Regions from separate parts of the Ovis aries genome. Here region 2 is linked to region 1. Evidence: chromatin contacts called from public Hi-C data. All regions are on one chromosome and are shown on one strand. The core of a region is the stretch at or near the end of the contact, and the rest is flanking DNA. Distances in the headings are between cores, read along the strand shown.

Evidence for each region. A called contact is a pair of places that touch in the nucleus more often than the background predicts.
Region 2: a Hi-C map of blood shows a contact between it and region 1, with 2.4 times the contacts expected there. The contact joins the promoter of NIN here to the enhancer-like site in region 1. A contact is called at or near these places in 2 of 16 Hi-C or Micro-C datasets (both in blood).

What each region holds. Positions count from the first base shown.
Region 1 is chr7:41,876,280-41,883,564 of ARS-UI_Ramb_v3.0, reverse strand. NIN (ninein) reads left to right here. Exons shown (of 32, transcript XM_042252313.2): 7 at 1,244-1,283; 8 at 2,758-2,948. Among named protein-coding and RNA genes, the nearest start is that of NIN, 53 kb to the left of the region's middle. Within about 2 kb of position 1,659, at least 8 of the 54 cell types and tissues checked have an H3K27ac peak or open chromatin away from gene starts, as enhancers often do.
Region 2 is chr7:41,927,916-41,934,373 of ARS-UI_Ramb_v3.0, reverse strand. NIN (ninein) reads left to right here and starts at 1,935. Exons shown (of 32, transcript XM_042252313.2): 1 at 1,935-2,096; 2 at 2,583-2,635.

The sequences.
Region 1 (7,285 bases), core at 410-2,909:
TCATCTCATTCTCTGCTGCACCCTTCTCCTTTTGCCTTCAGTCTTTCCTAGCATCAGAGTCTTTTCCAATGAGTCTTCTCTTTGCATCAGTTATCAAAGGTAGCTTCTTCATTCATAAAGCTGGATCTTTGCTGAGACAGCAGGAGGTTTTAAAAGGGGGATACACTTTTCTTAACAGGGTTACCTGACTGCGGTGGTTGTAGAACCTCCTAACAAGAGTAATTAGGAACCTTGCTGATGAGGTCAAAGATCACTGTGTACCTACTCACGGCCACTGGTTGGAAGCAGATTTGTGCCATGCTTGGCTCATGGAGCGAGGGCTGAATTTTGATTCTGACGGGTGCCCTGGGCTGGGTGCTTTTGTGCAATATACAAACTACACCTGTATGCTGTGACTTGGAAAAGACTCAGTAGAACATAGCATGATAAGGGGCAAAATGATCCAGTGCAGATCAGTTTCACTGTTTTTAATGTAGTAATTCACTGATAATGTACATTTTAACTTGAGCTTTCTAGCCTACTTGTTTGGGGCTGCACCTCTGTCTCCTCATTGTGCCACAAACACACCTGTCTCATTCTTGTCTCATGGGTCAGCAAACAGTCTGCTCCTATCTTTCCACTTGGCTATCTCCAGCTTACCCCTCAAGTCTCAGTCAGAGCTTGCTTCTTTCAGGAAGTCTACCCTGAACTTCCGAGGCTGATGGATACCCTAATTAGGTACCCATTCTTGAACTCCTCCATAACAGCACTTAATACACTACAGTATTGTTTCTGTTTTCTTGTCTGCCCGACTTTGTCAGCATATAAACCTCATGAGAGAAGAACTGTGCTTGTCCTGTTCATGGTTGTTTTCCAACGATGTAGCATGATACCTCACACTTACTAAACATTTACTGAAGAACAAACTCATAAACGCATGTGTATAAACTCTTCTCAGGTGGTGGATTCTGAATATTGGCTTTGGCCTGATTTTATTGGCTGTGCTAGGTTTTGCTATTGAATAAGTGACATCAGCTCACAGGGCAAATCCTTGGTGAGATGCTGCAGAAGGCTGCGTGGTATTTCTTACTCACCTGCTCTCTGCTGGCTCGCTGATTGAGGAGAGCCTGCCTGGATAAATGCTAGCGGGTCCTGAATCATGTGACTTACTCAGATGATGACATCAGAGCCAGAGAGTGATCTGGTCTTGGAAGAGCAGGCTTGGTTCTGAAGCACACTAACCTCCTCCTCTTGCCTCCCCTAGCACTGGAAGGCGCAGCGCAGTGAGGAGTATGAAGCAGAAGGTAGGAACTGAGGGTGTGCCGGGCCGGCCTGGGAGGGAAGGGCTGCATTCACAGGGCGTTCTCCACAACCCCTTCCCATCTTCCTATAGCCCTACCTGCTGGAGGCCAGCTAAGAAGCAACCTGAAGTACAGCAGCCACAAAAAAATTCACTCCCAATTGATACCTCATAGTTTTAAGTCATTGGACTTAACATCATGCAAGATATGGCAACTGAGATGTGGAATTTCACTTATGAGTTAATTACTGTCTTACATAGACTTTCACAGTAATCTATAAACCATCCTAAATGATTTACTGATTAAATGCATCCCTCGACAGGTTTCATGGTGATCTCCTCACCAGCAGATGGCACTGTGGTTCAGCTGACAGATCTCTACCCACTTCACAGCCTACCGTGGATTAGCTGTACTTCGGTGTAATTACAAATTCTCTAGGTCTCCAACCTGTAAAGACACAGCAGTAATGGGCTTAATGTCCTTAATAAATATTAAGGGTAGCACTAAATACTCTTCTCAACCTCCAAGTTTCTTGGAGACACACAGTATCATGCCAATAATTAGCTCATGTTTAAGTAATGACAGAATCTCTAATGTGAAAGTAGAAATCTTAACTAGAAGTGGGAACTTTTCATAGAGAAAAAGTATTTATTTTTAAATAAGTAGGCTGATCCTTGTATCCTCAAATAGAACTTATCCTTAATATGTGCTTAGTCACTCAATTGTGTCTGACTCTTTGCGACCCCATGGAAGCCCACCAGGCTCCTCTGTTCATGAAATTCTCCAGGTTAGAATACTGGAGTGGGCAGCCATTCTCTTCTCCAGGAGATCTTCTTGAGCCAAGGATCAAACCCAGGTCTCGTGCATTGCAGGCAGATTTGTTACCCACTGAGCCACCAGGGAATCCACTCTCCTTAATGCACAGATAATGACTTGCAACCATTGATTTTTTTAAGTTAGGTTGCTTAGAATAGTCATGTGTAAAGATTTAGAAACAGGCTACTCTTGAGACTGTTATCATTACTTAATGATATTTACCATGAAATTATTTCCTTTTCAGTAAAACAGTGCTTAGACTAGAAAGAGAGTAGAGATAATAAAGTCCGGTAGCTATAGTTGAGGTAGGATGTATAAAGCTCTTTAGAATGGCTCTCAACCAGCCTTCTCTTTCAGTCACACCAAAGCCTAAGCCTGTGCACATTTTTCTTTGAAATAGAACAAACCTAGAACCTTGACATGACTGCACCGGAATATTTCTTATAGGGGTATAACTGCCAGTGAACAAAAGAGTGCCTGTTGGCCTTCATTGCAGCCTAAGAACCAATGGTTCTACTTCATTTGAACTTCTGGATCAAATCAACACTTGGTGATCTCTTTTTTAGAGCATTTATTTTCAAAAAGCACATTTTTCTTTGAGTATAGGTGCTCTCTCTGTGCAGTTCTTTTAGGGACAATATAATATATGCTTTTATTTTAGGCCAGTTAAGATTTTGGAACCCAGATGACTTGAAAGCCTCACAGAGTGGGTCTTTGGCTCCCCAAGACTGGATAGAAGAGAAACTGCAGGAGGTTTGTGAAGATTTGGGGATCACTCGTGATGGTCACCTAAACCGAAAGAAGCTGGTCTCCATCTGCGAGCAGTATGGTTTGCAGAATGTCGATGGAGAGGTGAGCGTTGCGTTGTATTTTTATTCAGGGATAGTAATCGTGATACAAGCTAACCTGGCCACAAGCTGGAGACAGCCATGTTTTGGTTTCCTGCCGAAAGTTACAGAGACTCCATTCTCTTTTTTCCCTGGCAAGTCAGCCATCAAGTTTCTGTCTCTGAAGACCTCATGTTTGTCATGGGAAAAAAAGAACCGACGATAGCTGATAATTACTGAACCCAAACTGTGTGTGCCTCACTGTGCTAAGCATGTTACCCCACATCATTATCAGACCCCAGCTCAGGGTAGCCATGATGTCAGTCTGTTTGTAGGTGTGGCATTCACAGAGTCAGAGGTGAGAAAGGTGTGGAGGCAGGACAAGGCAGAGAGTTCAGGAGGGTTGAGTTGCGGGAATACTTTGAAGGCCAGGCTGATGAGTTTAGTCTTTGGAGAGAGAATCTCCATATCACCCCAGAGTTCTTTAGCAGATTACATAATACATTGGAAAAACTTACTTGCTAAGGCTGGTCTGAACTTCTTTTATGGGGTATATTGGTGTAAAGAGAGCCATAGATTAGGACACCAGCCAGGAGTCATCACAATAATCTGGGTCATGAGGAAATGGAAAAGGGTACGTTGGTGGTTTTAAAAACGTACAACAAAAGAGTCTTGAAGAAGCCCCCACGATGCTCTTGCTTGGTAAAATTCTCAACTTCACATTTTCTAAAAAATTAAGAGGGGTGGCAGGACCGGGTGCATGAACAGCCATGAAACAAAAGATTGTAATTAATTCCAAGACACGTCTTTCAAAGAGTTGAAAATAAGGATCGAAGGGAGTTAGAGGTTAGGGCTACAGTTGTACAAGCTTTGGGAAACTTTGATTATAATGATATTCAAAACCATGTTATCTGCTTGCTCAGAGGAGAAGTGGTATTATTTTCCTAAACCAGAATGAGATTTATTATCAAAAGCTTCCAAGTAGCCTAGCTTGCAGAAAAGTTCCACCTCCTCCTCCCATGTGTATGTGACCATTGCACACTCTCTGACTACCTTTTAATGGCTCCAGAGTCATTTATTTATCAGTGGTGACTGTTGAGTCATAAAATTAAATTCGTCCTCTTAAATTATAAACCAGTGCAGTGTACAGAACCTTGGGTTGTTTTTGCCAAGGAATATTGCACAAACTTGGATTATTTATCTAAGAACAAATCTTGGAATAAACTGTAGCTGTTTATGGGGAGTTGCATTTTCTTCTGTGGTGGAGTTTCCAGAATCCAGGAAAAGAAGCAGCACATTTATTCTCCTCTGCTGTGAGGATGAGTGAAGGATTGCTAATTGAATGTAGCTTTTATTTAGTGTTTTTCCTCCCTGCCAAAATCATGAAATACTATAGTGCTTTTGTATTATTAGCTCTAGACCACAGCGGAGCTGAAAGTTCATGATGATCTCACTAACACACAGCTTGGAATCCTAGAATTTTACAACTGAAAGCAATTTTAGATTTAGTCACCCCACATTTTATAGATAAAGAAAGAGGTCACTGCTGCATGTTGCCATCAGCATGAAGGGAAACTGGATTGACTGTCTTATAGCTGAAGCTAGTGCCCTGCCTTCTAGAAGCCAACATGGCTGTAGGGCAGTGAAGACGAACCATCACCCTTGTTGTTTAGTTGCCAAGTCATGCCTGACTCATGCAGCCCCGTGAACTGCAGCCCACCAGGCTCCTCTGTCTGGGGGATTTCCAGGCAAGAATACTGGAGTGGGTTGCCATTTCCTTCTCTAGGGATCAAACCTGGGTCTTCTGCTTGGCAAGAGGATTCTCTACCACTGAGCCACCTGGGAAGTCTAGAGGCCAGATATGACCCAAAGGCCAGGTGACCTACACAATGTTTAAAAATTGAACTATTTGCTATACTTTTTAAAATCGGAGATTTTTTCTGAAAATCAGAAGATTTGTCTCCATTTTTCTGGTAATGAGAAATGGCTAGCCCCTCTGGACAGGGCATGCACTCAAATGTTCCGTTCACTGCTTTAAAAGGCTTCCAAGTAGCCTTTTTTTTTTTTTTTTTTTTGGTTTTTTATTTTTTTAATTTTAAAATATTTAATTCTTACATGTGTTCCCAAACATGAACCCCCCTCCCACCTCCCTCCCCATAACATCTCTGTGGGTCATCCCCATGCACCAGCCCCAAGCATGCTGTATCCTGCGTCAGACATAGACTGGCGATTCAATTCTTACATGATAGTATACATGTTAGAATGTCATTCTCCCAAATCATCCCACCCTCTCCCTCTCCCCCTGAGACCAAAAGTCCGTTATACACAGCTGTGTCTTTTTCCTGTCTTGCATACAGGGTCGTCATTGCCATCTTTCTAAATTCCATATATATGTGTTAGTATACTGTATTGGTGTTTTTCTTTCTGGCTTACTTCACTCTATATAATCGGCTCCAGTTTCATCCATCTCATCAGGACTGTAGCCTTTTAAATGTCTTAAGACCATGCTGCCTCATTCATTTATATCACCTTCCTGGCCCCTCTGGCTATTTCCCAACTTACACATTGGGAAATCAGCCATCCAAAGACCTGGCTGGTGATAGAGAGGAAGAATGTCCTCAGGGTTCTAGGTTTAGCTCCTGCATAGGCTGCAGGGTGTGTCCCAGTTGCCCACTGACTTGCATTCTTATCAGGCCAACCCAGTCCATCCATCCTCTTCTGAATCCACAGTCATTTACTCACCACTTGCCACACCCCCATGTCTAATAACTGGCAGGACTCGCTTACTCCACCACTTGGAATGGATCAGGTGATGGGTGTTTAGGCAGTCGAGAAGCTGTACATTGATTTGGCCAAGGTCACAGGGCTAACGATGGGGAGCAAAGTGTTAAAGGCAAATATGTTGGAATGTTCCAATGTTAAAGGCAAAATACGCTGGTTAACTTAAGTCATCACTGCTGGATTTTACTGTGACTTCTGGCTTGACAGTCCTGAAAGCCTAGTCCTCTAAGAAAGTGTTCTTTTGTTTGATAAAAATGAGACAGAGAATCTAAGGGAGCTTGGCAACCTCCGAATTTTGCCCCAAATATCTTTCCATCTGTTTCTTCGTGTGATTCTCTATGGGAGCTGTCACGTCTTCCAAAGATTTTCACCCTTTAAAATGGTTTTGTTTTGGAATCCTCTCCAGAGGAAGTGGTAGAAAAACAAGAATAGAGACAGATGTTTCCCATTGGATATGAATTGGGAAAAAAAAAGCATTCAAGATAAAAGAAATGCCACAAGGACTTAGCTGAGGGATAAAATCAACAATTAGGAGATGACAGGAATCCTAGCAATAGTCCAGACTTATGAAATAAATATTGAAAATTTGAGGATTTGTTACAAAGAGGCTTTTGTTAGAAGAGACCCAGTTGCAGGCACTAATGGTAAGTTTGTTGCTTATTTGGTTCCTTGCTACTCAGCAAATTAGGCATCATCTTGTTAGAAATGTAGAATTCCCAGGCCCCAGCCCCAGATTTAACTACATCAGAGTCTGCACTTTAACAAGATCCTCAGGTGATTTCTGCTTTGTACATTGGGTCATATCCTATAGAAAAATTTCAGCCCCCCAAATAGGAAGCTGACTGTGAGAATGGAAGGCTTTGCTTTCCCTCCCTATTTTGTGGTGTCTGTGATTCATGTTGCTTTATTCCCTTTTCCATTCCTCTGTGAGTTAGGGAACAAACCATCTCCCAGGCATGCCTCTAGAAGAGACTCCATATGATGAGGACCACTTGATTACTGTCAGAGAGGGCAAAGTAGTGAGGCAGAATTTCCTTCTCTTCACATCTCTCGGAACACTTCTATTGCACACACGTGAAATTCTTCCTATCCAGTCCTCATTTGGGCTGTGCAAAAGCATTAAAAGAAATTAAAAGCCCCAAACACCACAGTGTGGTTCCAAGTAATGTTCTAAATTCCAAGGCATGGGTTTCAGACCCAAGCTCTTAAATCATTGCAGTCTGTCCCAGACCCAATTATGCTAGTTTCCAAAATTTCATATAAGCAAAATATCATGTGGAGTCACTGTAATATACTGGCTTAACGAATGTCTGTTTTCTGCTGTTACAACACTGGGAAGCTATATCTTTATATTTTTCAGTAATTCTTTAACTCACAAGATAATGCATAGCAACGTTAAAGATAACCTGTTCTAAGAGTATGAGCAAAAGAGAAAACAGTTAATTTCTAAATTGCATAAAATTATGAAGATGTTGAAAATGAATTTTATTCAGTTTATGGGAGGGGGAAGGACAGATTACTAGAAAGGAAAATATATTTAGTGAAGTGAGAATAAAGGGACATGTCATATTTCTGGAGTCC
Region 2 (6,458 bases), core at 686-3,185, 51 kb before region 1:
TCTATGCCTGTGAGGTTGTCTCTGTTTCACAGGTATGTTCATTTGTGTCTTATTTTAGGTTCCACATATAAATGATATTATACGGTATTTGTCTTTCTCTTTCTGACTTACTTCACTTAGTATGATAATCCCTAGGTCCATTCATGTTGCTGCAAATGGCATATTTCATTCTGGGAAAAAAACCAAAAACCAAAAAACTCTTTATTCTCACCTTCTAGGACTGTTGGCTGTTTTAGTCCCCAGGGAACATATTCTCTTATTTATAACATGACATTTATGTAAGGATTCTGGTAACAGGTTAGTCCTCCCATAACAGGCAGTGCGTATGTATGTTGTATAATTATTACTGGACTGAACAGCCATGCATAAAGTAGATGAGTGTGTGAGTGTGTGTGTGTGTGTGTGCGTGTGTGCGTGCATGTTTGCACAAGACTATTAAAGAGTGGGGAGAGAGGAGCATGAACCTCTCCTTTTTCTTATTCTCCAGTTCCATGTGTTGAGGGAATAGCATTTGGTTTATAAAATGAAGCTGATCTGCATAAAACAAACAAACCCCAAACTTTATTTTCAGTTACCTGTCAATTCATATTGAGTTGTAAGAAATAATACAGAGAGGTTCCTTATAGACCTTTTCCCCAATTCTCCCCAAAGATAACATTTTGCATAATTGTAATATAATGTCACAACCTGCAAAATGACATCCAAACAATCCTAGGGCTTTATTCAAATGCCACCAGTTTTATGCTCACTTCTTCCTGTGAGTGAATATTTAGTTCTGTGCAATTTTGTCACAAATGTGATCTGGTTCTGAAGCCTAGCTGTGCCAACTAGCTGTGTGGTCCTGAGCAAGCTCCTTAACTTCTCTGAGGCCTGGTTCCCTCATTTGCAAATGGATGGAATAAGATTTGGCTCCTAAAGGTGCTGTGAGGATTCGATAAAATCATTCCTGTCAAGTTTCCAGCAGACTGGATTCTCAGAAAATGCTAGTTTCTTCCTGTCTACCCCTTGTTCCTTCAGTAGCAAGGGAACATTCTCTAGTTTCCAGCTGAAATAACTAAGCTGGTGGGTTATGCTAAATCAGGCGGCTCCTTCTTCAAGAGCAACGCATTGAACTCTGCAGCCCTGAGAGAAAAGCGGTGTCACCTCCGGCCCACGGCCCAGAGTCGGGTCTGCCTCCAGATCAGAAGTGTAGAGACGCGGGAAGTGAGAAGCTGAGACTCTGGGGGACCCGGTGGAGTAAGGGGAGGAGGGAGGAGGGGGTAAATACCGCGCAGTCACAGGCCTGAGGATTTCCGACTCCAAGGAGTTTCCCTCCGGTGTGGCTAGTGGCAGAGGGCTGGATGTAGCCACAGAAGGACATGGTGGGCAGGTGCGGAAGCCAGTCTGGACTGGTAGAAGGGTCGCACTCACTGGATAGGGTTCAGGGTCAAGCCTGGAGCTCTTCAGCCTCCGGGGACCCTCTTCCAATGACCGCCAATGGGCGCTCGAGGGCCGAGAGATCCAAGGCCGCCTGGGGCAAAAGAGGCACCTGAATCCCCATCTCACGGTCCCACGGGCTGGAGGCGGGCCCTTTCCCCGACCCGGAGACTTTGCTGGCCGGGCGTGCTCGGCACGGAGGGGTGTGTGCACGAGTTTCCGGAAGGAAGGAAGGGGCAGAGGGTCGACTTCAGGTCGCCGACCTCCCCCACACCCTCCCCCTCCCCGGACTTTCCGAGTTCACATCTCCGCGGCGACCGCCCCAGCGATCGGGACCGAGCTGCTCCCGGCTTCGGCCGCACGAGGAGCGGTCCCGGGGGAGGAGGGTGGGGGGCTGACTCCGAGAGGGCCCGGGCGGCGCCCAGCGCTCCGCCCCCAGGGCCCCAGCTGCGCGGGCCGCGGAGGAGGAGTCGCGCCCGGGCCGGCGTCGCCCTGGCTCCTCCTCCCCGCGCGGGCCTGGCCCTTCCTCCCCGCCGCCCGAGGCTTCGGGTGGCCGCGGCAGAGCCCGGAGCCGAGCGCGCTGGGTGCGGCCGCCCAGCTGCCGCCGCCGCCTCCGCGTCCCGAGTGCCCCGCGGCCATGGCACCCGCGGCGGCGCCGGGCGCCTGAGCTCCGGGGCGCGGTGAGCGCGCAGCCGGCTCCCGGGGACCCCGGTCCCGCGGCCTGGGGGGGCTTGGAGGCCTCGTGCTGCCCCCGCGCCGGCGGCGGGGCCCTGCGCGCCCGGGCAGCCCCGGCATCGGGACGGGCTGGGGATCCTCCCCCAGGGCTGCGGCCGGGGGGTGGCTGTCGGCCGCGAGGGAGCGCGTGGCCAGGCGGCCGGCTCGGACCCGGGCGTCAGCGGAGAACCGGGCGGGAGGGGGCGGCGTGGGAGGCTGAGGAGGGGCCGGAGCGCGGGCGGCGGGGGCGGGTCGGCGGGCGGGGAGGACGCGCGCCGCAGTCCCCCGGAGCCGCGCTTTTGTGAGTGCCGGCCCCTTACATATGGAAATGACGCTCGCGCTGGTCCCCATTCGCGTCCTTTTGAAGGACGCCCGCCCGGAACCCCGGCGCCGGCTGCGAAGTATTGTCCGGCTTCTGGAGCCCTAACAAAGCGTCCCTCCCCGCTTTGCAGAGCACTGGAGGCAGCGGCCGGCTGTGCGAGCGCAACGGAGAGGCCGACAGAAGGTAAGCGAGGACGGCGGGGGCCGAGGGAGCTGCTGCTTCGAGACACAATGGGGTGCCCGAGGTGTCCGGGGGTAGCGATAGGCAGGCGGGTCGGGGGCGCATCTGCATCACGAGTTGCGGGGCACCTGGGCGGCGCACCCGCGCTCCGCCCTCGCCTCGCCCTGCGCCGGCACCGCAGCTCAGCCGGGGCTGGGCACCTCCGCACCCCGCAGGGTCCCCGCCCGCACCGCCGACTGAAAGCGGCTACTGTGTGCAGGTCCAGGACCGGACTTGAATCCTGGAGGGAGCAGAAAGGGTGGTGGTTCTGTTGCCTTGTGCCACCCAGACAGCACTGTGACTGAGAAATTGAAGGGAAACCTGCCTGGGGGACCCCGAGGTGTTAGTCTGGACTGAGTCGCGGAGAGCTGTTTAGTAAAGTGGGAATTTTAGAAGGTGTGGGTGATCAGTGCATAGAGAAAGACTTCCCCGTGCGACTGCTAAGAAAACGGGGAGAACAAAATGACGCTCGGTTTATTGCCTGAACCCCTTGACCGCCAGACCCACGGAATGAAGTGTGGAGCGTAGCCGGAGAAGCTTCCAGGGTTCCAGGGTTCTGCAGCTACCAAACCGGTCCCTGACAAAAGGACAAGCCTGGTGGAGACAGTTTACTGCTGAAAGCTCTTTCTGTGAAGTTGAAAGAGACAGAGATAGGAAGGGGCGATTTCCCAGCCTCAACCCTGACAAACCAAAGCTTAAGTGTAAATGAATTGGGAGCTGGAAAGATTGTGCTACTGTGTACCTTGTTTCAAGACAGCTTAGCTATTATGTGATCTTTACTTGACTGGGGCAGATCCCTTCCTGGTGTTGAGGGACTCCAGACATAAGCTTGTCATAGAAATTAACTCCTGGATTTGTGAAATCAAAATGAATCACCGTCACTGTCTGTTGTGACTGAGGTGATAGCTTTTTTAGGATTAGAATCCCAATAAAGTCCACAGAGGCACTCAGGCTAAGCTTCTGAAACCAGGGAGGGTTCTCAATCCAGACCCCTAAAATATATTAACATAAGTTTATATGTTTACTTGTTTCCTGAGGCTTGACAGTCTGCAAGGACGTGTTTGTTTGTTTCAGTGTCAGTTTAATTTTGAGTCTTCTTTGGTGGCTAGCGTGTTGGTAATTGACCTGAAATACTGGCAGGTTTTGCTCTGGAGTTGAAGAGGGCTGTGAAAATTCCCAGACTGTTTGTAACAGTGACATGACAGGCTGGCTGACAAAACCGTTTATTGTGGCCTCCTCAGCTGTTGTCAGTGTCCTCAGAGAGGTGAAGTGAACTGCTGGGGAGTTTCTTGGCAGATTTGTTTATTTTCAGCTGGTTTCTAGTGATTCCTTAGAGGAAAGCATTCTGAATTGCAGTGTAGATAAAGGGTAGGAGTTTACAGATGTTCCAGATAGGTTGGACATCAGCAAAGGTATTGCCAAGGCAGGAAGAGGCTTTATAGGGGGCCATTACAGGCATGGTCTTTGCAGTCAAATGTCAGAATCAGTCATTTTTATAGGCCCTTGCTCAGAATGCCATGGGTGTCTTTTTTCTTGTTCTTCTTTCATTTTAGATATGTGATGAGCCTTAATATCAAAAGATGTTAACTGTCACAGAGGCGGAGAATAGGGCTCCAATGAATTTTGAACAGCCAGTCTTAATAGGCAACATTTTTATTATAAGTCAAATGTTGTTCAAATAAATTGTTTTAAATGTCACTGCAAATGACTTTCTAAACTAACATTTCACCAATCTTGATGCTTCTGTTTTACGTTGATAATGAAAATACATTTTATCAGTCTTATATTGATAGAGGGTTGGCATATTTAGAGCATTTTAGAATGATTCAAACAGCCTGAAGCCTTTTCAGGAGGTTTATTTTTACAGATGTCAATTCATTTGTAAGCCAATAAATTATGTCGTTTGAATTCTGGCTATTGAACTTACATCTGTTGGGCAGGGGCTTGTGGAGAGATTTACTGAAGCTTGCAAGAAGATATTTTTGTCCTATTCACAAATAAAATAAATTTGAAAGATGGGAATATGCTAGTGAGCAACTTTATTTGAAATCAGGACACTTTTTTATCGCAGTGCATATCAGCAATTAACCATTTGTTCAAGCTTTTAGATGGAAAAATTATAAACTATTTATGATGTAATGCTCACTTAAAAAACAAAGCTAGGAAAATATTGTTTATAGATATGAGAAGACAAGAACAAACTGAGGCTATACTCCAGGGAGCCATAGTCAGAGCTGCAGACATTCTAAATTAAGTAAAAGTGGCTCAAGGAGTGAAAGTTGTTACAAGCTATCTCTTTTAGGAGAGTAACAAACATGAACCTCTGTTTTCTACTTCTGAAATTACAGGTTATTGAAGCTACCCTGTGCCAGGCTAATGATTTTATTCTTCCAGCCATCCTGAGTTAAGACTTGATGGGGTAATCTACCTAGCTGTTAGGTTTAACAAAAGCTTGGGTTTGTTGCGTCATTTCAGGAAAGTAAAATACTAAAGCCTGTTATGTTTTAGAATAAATGCTAGTGGGATATCCTTAGTTAAAATTTTTAAAATTGTAGTTAGCAAAGTTTGTTATTTTCTTTCAAATTTAATGTGATTTTTTCCATTGTGTGGTGACATTTAAGTTTTTGTGTTATATTTTTACATTCCGATTTTATTCTTGCTGATACTCTTATGCTTTTAGTATCCAGCTAGAAGTGAGGTGCTATCGGAGCTGAGAGGAGACTCTCTGACAGTAATAGGTTTGATGAGCAGCAGTTTTTGGCAGAAATATTCTACATCAACACATAAATGGGGGATGGGGGCACATTGCTTTTCTGTTAAGCTTCTGCTAAACTTAAATTTATTCTTGTCACTGTGTCATTTTATGCTGAAATTGGTCCAAAATGGAAATCTTTGCAACAAATTAAAGTGTTTGCAGAAAAGAGTGAAGAAAAAGAAACATTCTAGTTTGACCATTGGTATCATGAGGCTCTGAAGTGGCAAACAGTAAAAGCAAAAGGCATGAATTGAAAGCTTAGCCAAAGCAGAGCTGGTCTATGTTCATCACTTTAGTTATAAAATAACTAAATTAGTCACTTAGTGGTCACTGCCTGGGCTATGGACCCCCAACAGCTATGTCTGAACACAGATCCAAAAGCATCTATTATGATACTCAGGGAAAGCTGCTGAGCCAAGAGGGCCATCCAGACATTCCTTGTAGCTGTTCAGCTGCTGAACCATCTGGAGGCGAAATAAAAGGCCTGGGCTAGGGACTCTGGCATTGTGCTCATTTATTATTTGGTTTTCTCTTGCCAGACTTTGTCCCCTTTTCACTCCTTTTGGCCAGAGCAGACGTTCCCTTCGGCTGGTCTGCCATGCTTACAAGCCCCTTTCTATACCTTGGAAGCTGGAAAGTTCACAAGTTCACGGCTCTACTTCATGCTGGCCTTACATTAGGGACTTCATTGTCCCACCTGCACCTCCACCTCACTCTTTTTCTATCCCAGACGACACTGTGATTTCATCAGCTGGGGTTGCCGAGGGGAGCACAGTGACAGCGGTTGCTGATGGACATCCCTGTCAGGGACAGCACATCCTGGCGGCCTTGTTTTGAGTTATTTGGAAGGAAAATGCTCTGAATCGTTCTCATTTTGGGTGGTTGTTGGGTGGTAAATGTTATGATTAATGGCTTGGGGCATCTGCCTCCTATTTAACCATCCCTGGTTAGAACTCCAAAATATTACCCACACTGGCTGTTTAATTCTAAAGGTGTCATAAGGTTTCTGGCAATTTGATTGAAAAAGTATAT